2 separate regions of the Capra hircus genome follow, and region 1 is linked to region 2. The links are chromatin contacts, called in public Hi-C maps. All regions are on one chromosome and are shown on one strand. The core of a region is the stretch at or near the end of the contact, and the rest is flanking DNA. Distances in the headings are between cores, read along the strand shown. Region 1 has its middle 37 kb from the start of P2RY2. Region 2 overlaps P2RY2 (P2Y purinoceptor 2).

Region 1 (3,659 bases), core at 215-2,714, 57 kb before region 2:
AGTTGGCAGCAACCATCAGGTCAGAAGCCACTCCCCAGATTGCCAAGCAGTTCACCCACAGAGGGTGGGGCAGGGGGAGAGGAAAGGCTAGCTCACACATCCTGAGCACCTACTCTGTGTTGGGCTGGCCCTGAGAGAGCCTCTTTGTACATGTTATCACATTTCTTTCTCAAAGCGGCAGCCTCAGAAGACAACTCTTATATATTCACTTCACAGAGGAGAAAGTTGAAACTCAGCCGGGCAGTGTGAAGACTCAAGCCCAGGCTGGGCTCATTTGGGCCTAGGTCTCCTTCCTCCCCACCTGCCTTCTGCACCTGCTCTGATTGCCACCCCTCCCCACCCCCCACCTTCTCCATGCACTCTGATTGGTCTGCACTGACTCCAGCCTCCCTGACTCTTGGCGCTACTTCACTCCTGCACTCACCCAGGCCTACCCGGCTGCACATGTGCTCCCAAGCTCACCTGCACCAGGGTGAGGTGCATCCTCACCATCCCTGACAGCAACCCTGACTGCCTCTTAACAGTCATGTGACCTTGAGCAAGTCACCTAACCTCTGTGAGCCTCAATTTTCTCATCTGAGAATAGGACCATAACTCATAAGAGTTGTTATGAGACTTAAGACATTATATGTAATCTCGTTAGTACCTGACTAAAAGTTGACTATTTTTTAAAGTGTTAGCAATTTGTGCTATTATTGTACACCTGCATCTTTGTACACTCTGTAGTGTAAAAAGTCACAAGCTGGATGCTCAGGGGCACCAGGACTGCCATGCACATCTACCCACCCACACAGGAGCACAAAATATAACAGTCAGCTACCTGCTGCGTCATGTGCCCACGTACCTGAGCCAGGCTCTGCTGGGGTTGGTTGAGGAATACCTGTGAAACCGAAGAAAGGAAGTCTGGCCTAGAGGTCCACCCAGACTGGCTAGGAGAGTGAGATCTGTGATCAGAGTAGTCTGCAGACCAACCTGGGACCTTGTTAGAATCTTGAATATTTCATCTCATGTGCAACCCCAGACCTTTGGAATTAGAATCTGCAAGATCCTCAGAACACAAGGCAGAGAGAAGGAAAGTGGATCCAGCTGCTGTTCCTAAGTGGGAGGAGCTGACTTTAGACAGAGTGCTGGGGATCTGCAACCTACCCCCACAGCAGGCTGGTAGACCTTCTGGCTCCTCCTCTGTGGTTGGGAGCTGATGTTAGGTGTGAGGCCATCCAATTCGGCCTTGGGAAGACAGGCAGGCTGACTCAACCTGTTCTAGAAGAATATAAATAGCAAGGTCCTTTCCTGGACCCACCCAGGTTCTGATGGGCTGGGAGATGGGAGCTACATCAGGGCCCAAGCAATTGGCAGAGGGTGCCTGCCCTTCAAATCCCCTCCTGAAATGTGTCCATGCTCATCTGTGACTCTCCAGCCAACATCACGGTGGGGCCACTGCCAGAACTCTGGCTGACCTCTCCAGCCTTCAGTGGAGTGTGGACTCAGTCCCTCGGGGACGCTGGAGCCTGAAGCCTGGGCCAGGGCTCTCTCCCTATCCCTGTTGAAGCTAATTTTAGGGCTGCCTTGACAGCTGCCTCAGCTCAACCTGGGTCAATTCCCAGCCGCTCAGTTTTGGGGTCAGTGGGGGTCAGCTGGGGAGTGGGCCAGGCTGGCCCCAGCTTTGGCTGCAACAGATAAAACTAGAATCTGTAACCCCTGACCCAGGCAACCATTCCCACTGCCTGGAGGGACCCCTTAGGGCTGACCAGCTGGGTAGGATGGGAACTGATCCTGTTCTCAGCCTGGCACACACTCTGCATACAAACAAACCAAACCAAGGGAAATCTGGGAGTCACCAAGATCAGAGAAGTCAGGACCTCGAACACCCTCTAGCTCAGCATCTCGACTGCAGAAGGCAAAGGGCAGAGGGCTGAGGTCTCGGCCAGAGTCACGAAGCCAGGGCTGGCAGTGCTGGGGCTGCAGCCTGAGCTTCCTGGTGCCTGACCAGGTCCTGTGCCCTGAGCACCAGGGATAGAAATGCAGAAATAGAAATGCTGGATAGAAATGCAGAGGAGCCGAGCCACTGAAGTAGCCCATGAAGGTTGAAAGCGAAAGTGCAAGTCGCTCAGTCATGTCCAACTCTTTGCGACCCCATGAACTATATAGTCCATGGAATTCTCCAGGCCAGAATAGGGATCCTCCCCTGGAGGATCTCCAGGGGATCTTCCCAACCCAGGGTTCAAACCCAGGCCTCCCGCATTGCGGGAGGATTTTTTACCAGCTGAGCCAAGGGAAGCCCAAGAATATTGGAGTGAGTAGCTTATCCCTTCTCCAGCAGATCTTCCTAACCCAGGATTTGAACCGGGGTCTCCTGCATTGCAGGCGGGTTCTTTACCAACTGAGCTATCAGGGAAGCCCATGAAGGTTAAGCCCAGGTATTGGCCTAGACGCTGCAGAGACGGGGCCCTTCTCAGGAATCCATCCTCCCTGATGCTAACCCCACTCATATTTCTTAAGCTCCCTGTGCTGTGCCCAGAGGATTCAGGAGCAGATGGCCCCTGCGATAGTTGACAGAAGGAAGATTTTAGCCTCTGAAGATAGACGGGTGGAGTCCTTGCTCTGTCACCCACATTCTGGTCTTCGGGTTCTTCTCTGATGAAATGGATGCGCTGATACCCAGTCACAGACTGATTGGGAGGATGAAAGGAGGATGGCTGGTGTGCTGGCAACTTCAGTGTGCTGTGACCACAGGAGCGCTCATTGACTGGGGACAGGCTCCCTCCTGTGGGTAATCTGGACCCTGAGGGGCTCTCACAGTTTCCGTCCCCACTACGTTCATCCCCACCCTGTCCCCCACGGGGCAATGTTGCAAGAAGAAAGGGGAACAGATCTTGAAGACGACCTGGGCGAAAGGGAAAGGAAACACAAGCAGGGGCCGCAGAAGGAAGCTGTGGTTCTCCCCATCCCCCACTCGCAGCCTTTGCTCCTTCTGTTCCGATTGTTCCCATCTCCTGTCAAGCCCTTCTCACTGTTCCCTTCTTCCCACCTCCCCCTTTCTGGTTCCTCTGAGTTCCCTCACCCTTGCGCCCCAAGCCCCTGCCCTAGATTTCTCGGGTCTCCGGCCTGCCAGAGGGAGTGTGGATGCGCACGCAGCGCGCATGGAGTTGCGCGGCGCATGGAGTTGCGCGGCGCATGGAGTTGCGCGGCGCATGGAGTTGCGCGGCGCATGGAGTTGCGCGGCGCATGGAGTTGCGCGGCGCATGGAGTTGCGCGGCGCATGGAGTTGCGCGGCGCATGGCTGCCACTCAGTAAATACGTAATGGCCCATCTCAGATCCTTTTAGAAACAAGCCTATGTGTACATGAATAAATAGACAAACGTTGACTGACTCTAAACACACACACATACACCCTGAGAAAAGCCTTGTTTACCCACTCTCCCTGGAAAACAAGTTGATTCCCGCAGTGGACTCTCCCGATGATTGAAGATGAAGGAATCTACCAGTTAGGAAGGAAGGAGCGTTCCAGGTGGAGGGATCATCTTGAAGCAAGGCTGGGAGCTGCACAATGCTTAGCAGTCTGGGAACAGCAGTGTGAGGTGAGCTGGTGAGGCTGGCGGGGTCCAGATCATGAAGAACCTCAGCTATCAGGCCAAGGAGCTGATTTTATCCTGAGGGC
Region 2 (3,733 bases), core at 205-2,704:
GAGCAGAAAGATGAAGTGACTCCACTGGTACCACACGGTGCCTTGGAGTAGAGCCAGCTGAACGTCAGACGCTTCTGCCCTCTGTGGGGTGAGGCTGGAGCTTGGCCAGGAGTGACTGGGGTGACAGGTGAGGGATGCATTTGCCTTCCCCATGGGTATGTACTTGAGGTGGAGGGTGTGAGGGTGAGGGAAATGAGCCCCAGAAACCAAACTCATCCTCCTCTGCTCTGCTGTGCCATGTGACATGGTGAATCTCCTTTTCCTCTCTGGATCTCAGTTTCCAATTTCCCCATATGCAATGACCTTGGCTCTGCCCATCCACCCCTCAGTGGCCCCAGCCTCTTCAAGAAGGCTTGCCCTTGTCTTGGCTTCAAGTCAACCAGGTGTCCAGTCCCAACCCCATCTCAGCCAGGAACAATGGACCAGACCACGCCAACTCCCAGGGGCTCACCCATGACTATTTTCAGCCCTTGAAGTCAGAAAAGGATTTTTCATTCCCAGCACAATGGCTGCCCTATACCATTGTCTGGCAGTGACCAGGGCATCTGTCTGCCCCAAAATATCTCCCCTGCATCTACCTTCTGGGCCTTCCTGCCCTGCTCCTCACCTTTCAAATTTGACATCACTTCCTGGGGCTGTTACTCCTAAACACCACTGAGAAACAGCATGTGAGTCTCTTGGGAGACATGACCAATTAGAATCAGTTTTTCCTCTTGACAGGGACCCCCAGGGATTATTTGGCTGCATGGAGGGACTGGAGACCCAGAGAGGGCTGTGCCTTGCCCGAGGCCAAGCAGTGATTAGTGCGGAGACTAAACATGAGACCAGGGCTCTCTGGCTCCTTCCACTGCCTCAGCTGCCTTCCTCAGTGCTGGTCTGTACCCGCTGGGAGGATCACTCACCTTGGTAGGCCTGGGGCAGGCATCCTGGGAAGAAGCCTGGGTGGTGTGGGTGGGAGGGAGGCTTCTGACCTGGGAGCTCCCCATTCACCCTTCCGGGAAAGGAAGAGGTCGGGGGACACAGGGAAGCTGAGGCAGGAAGAGCAGGGTTCCGGCCCAGTTCAGCCACCATCAGCTCTGTGATTGCAAACTCAGTTTCTTCATCTGTAAAATGGAACTGATCATACCACCTTTCCAAGTTTACTGAACAGTGAGCGTGCTGTAAGGCACAAACACGCAACTTTCACTTTCCTCTCATCGATGCTCTCTGCTCAGTAATGTCTAATTTCCCTTTCCATCCATGAACTGCATATTTGGCAAACTCCAAAACTTTGAGTCACTCTTGGGTAACAACTAAAGTTCAGTCCAGTTTAAAGTTCTAGTTGCCTTCTGAATTTGCTGCTCCCTCCTCCTCTCCCCCAGTGCTGGCAGGACCCTGCTCCCCATCCTTGGGGTGCCCCTCTCCTCTGGGTGTGGGGCAAGGTGAGGCGGAAAGGGGCCAGTGGGTCATCTCCAGGACTGCCCCCGCCCTCTCCTGCTGCCCTTGCTTCCCTGGCCCTGGCAACCGGACATCAGTGCCGCTCTGCACAGACTCCCCACAAACACCAGACCACACATTCTTTTGCCAGACTCCTTTTAAGAAATATTTACTTACTTAAATTGGAGGATAATTACTTTACAATATTGTGATGGCTTTTGCCATAAATCAACATGAATCGACCATAGGTATACATGTGTCCCCCACCCTGAACTCCCTTCCACCTCCCTTCCCACCCCATCCCTCCAGGTTGTCTCAGAGCACCGGCCCTCGGTGCCCTTCCTCATGCGTTGACTCGGACAGCAGACCACACTTTTGTAAGAGTCTCTTCATTCAACTATCCCAGAGTGACCAATTTGTGCCCCATCTTTCCTGCTGAGAGTCTGAAATGATACACCCCAGACTCCCTCAGTGATTTTCCTAGAGCATCTTTCGCCTGGCCTGGGGGTGGGAAGGCCCTTGTCCAGCCCCCTCCCCACTCCCACTCTGTTGTGAATTCACAACTGCAGAGATGTCAGGTGTTGAGCTTGTAGAGTCAAGAAAGGAAGTGGTAGGGAGCTGGGGTAGTAACCTGAAAAGCTATCTAACCCCAGTTGTTTCTAGGTTTCTTTAGTAGGTGGATATTCTACCCCTCTGTATCCTCAGATTTATGTCCTGGAGCCAAATTCCAAATCAGCAGCCACATGAAAAGTCCCACTTCATTGTGGGATTAAGCTGTTAGACCAGCCTTTGTGACCAAATCAATTGCACAATGTGGGGGAGGAAATTAAAAGTCATCAGACAGCCTGTGCTAGTGTATGTGTGTTTACATCTGTGTTGAGGGAGAAGGCTGAGGGGGAGGAGCAGTCCCGGCAGGTACCACGTAGATCCCTGGAGTAGAAAGGCCACAGGTGGATGACCAACCTGCGGGAGAAAGAGAAGGACCAGGAGGGGCTGCCAGGAGGTCAGACTAGGACCAGGGATGGCAGGAAAAGATGGGAGCGGCAGAGGACCCAGCTGCCAGCTCTGCAGATCCCCTTTCCTTCAGTTTCCCTCTTCCCTCACTCTCCATTTCCTTCCGCCTTTTTCTCCACGTTCCTGGTATCCCTGGAAGGAAAGGAAAGCAAATGGAGCTGTGCAGAGCCTCAGACCTATCCCTTCAATCTGAGCACTGGCTCAGCTCCCTTGCCTGGCTGTGCTTAGTCCCCTCTGGGTCTTGAGTCCATGGCTGCTGCCCTGCCGCCTCCTGGTGGCCAGAGGTGGCAGCAGCAGCAGAAAGGCAGCTTGAGGTCCAGACCCTCATCAGTGGAGTGAAGAGAAGAAAATGACCGTCTTGGGGCAACAAAGTTGCTGGGGTATGTAAGATAGAGATAGGACTGAGAACTGAAACTGGGAACACAGTTTAAAAAGCATCCTGACTTACAAAACAGGTAACCGTTTCTGACCAAGCTGTGATGTCCATCTCAGATTAAACTCACACTTGTAAACACCCATGTATTTATTTAGAGCAGCTGTCCCCAACCTTTATGCCACCAGGGACTGGTTTCATGGAAGACAGTTTTCCATGGACCAGGAGTGGAGGATGGTTTTGGGATGATTCAAGTGCACTAAATTTATTGTGCTCTGTATTTCTATTATTATTACTTTGGCTCCACCTCAGATCATCAGTAGATCCTGGAGGTTGGGGACTTCTAATTTAGACCCACATGTTCCAAGAGAAAACCACAGACAAACTGATTTAATAGTAATTCTCCTGTATTCTTAACATAGGATCTCTGACTGTTCCAGCAACTTCCTGTTTTGAAAATTCTGACCAGTCTCTGCCAAAGACCATTCTTTGACTCACTTCAGCCCCCACAACCTTAAAAACATCTCTTCCTTAACTCTTCCCCTTGGAGACACCCCACAGAATCCCCTGATGGGAAGTCTTTGCTGCAGAAAGTAATAAGTCAAGCCTTGCTGGCTCCAGGTGTGTTCCTGATGGTGCGGGCTGATCAGCAATGACAAAAGGTTGCTGCCGTTGTGGGTGAGTTTCAGCTGTTCATTTCAGGTGACATTTCAGCTCTCCATTCCAGCCCACCCACTCCCATGGGCTCACAGGGACTCCCCACTGTCTCGATGTTCAATCCTGCCGACTATGCCAGTTGTCTCGTTGTATCTCACTGTTCACTGAACCCAAGGAAAGCAAGGCATGAGCTAGGAAGAAGCTGGAAGATGATGCAAGGAGTTGTAGGACCTGCAGACATTCTTTATTCACCATGGCAAAGGAGATGTGCCT

The links. A called contact is a pair of places that touch in the nucleus more often than the background predicts.
Region 1: a Hi-C map of blood shows a contact between it and region 2, with 5 times the contacts expected there. The contact joins two enhancer-like sites. A contact is called at or near these places in 2 of 5 Hi-C or Micro-C datasets (both in blood).

Annotation. Positions count from the first base shown.
Region 1 is chr15:30,337,131-30,340,789 of ARS1.2, reverse strand. No RefSeq gene overlaps it. Among named protein-coding and RNA genes, the nearest start is that of P2RY2, 37 kb to the right of the region's middle. Within about 2 kb of position 1,464, at least 4 of the 5 cell types and tissues checked have an H3K27ac peak or open chromatin away from gene starts, as enhancers often do.
Region 2 is chr15:30,280,487-30,284,219 of ARS1.2, reverse strand. P2RY2 (P2Y purinoceptor 2) reads left to right here. Exons shown (of 3, transcript XM_018059380.1): 3 at 1-2,262. Among named protein-coding and RNA genes, the nearest start is that of P2RY2, 20 kb to the left of the region's middle. Within about 2 kb of position 1,454, at least 2 of the 5 cell types and tissues checked have an H3K27ac peak or open chromatin away from gene starts, as enhancers often do.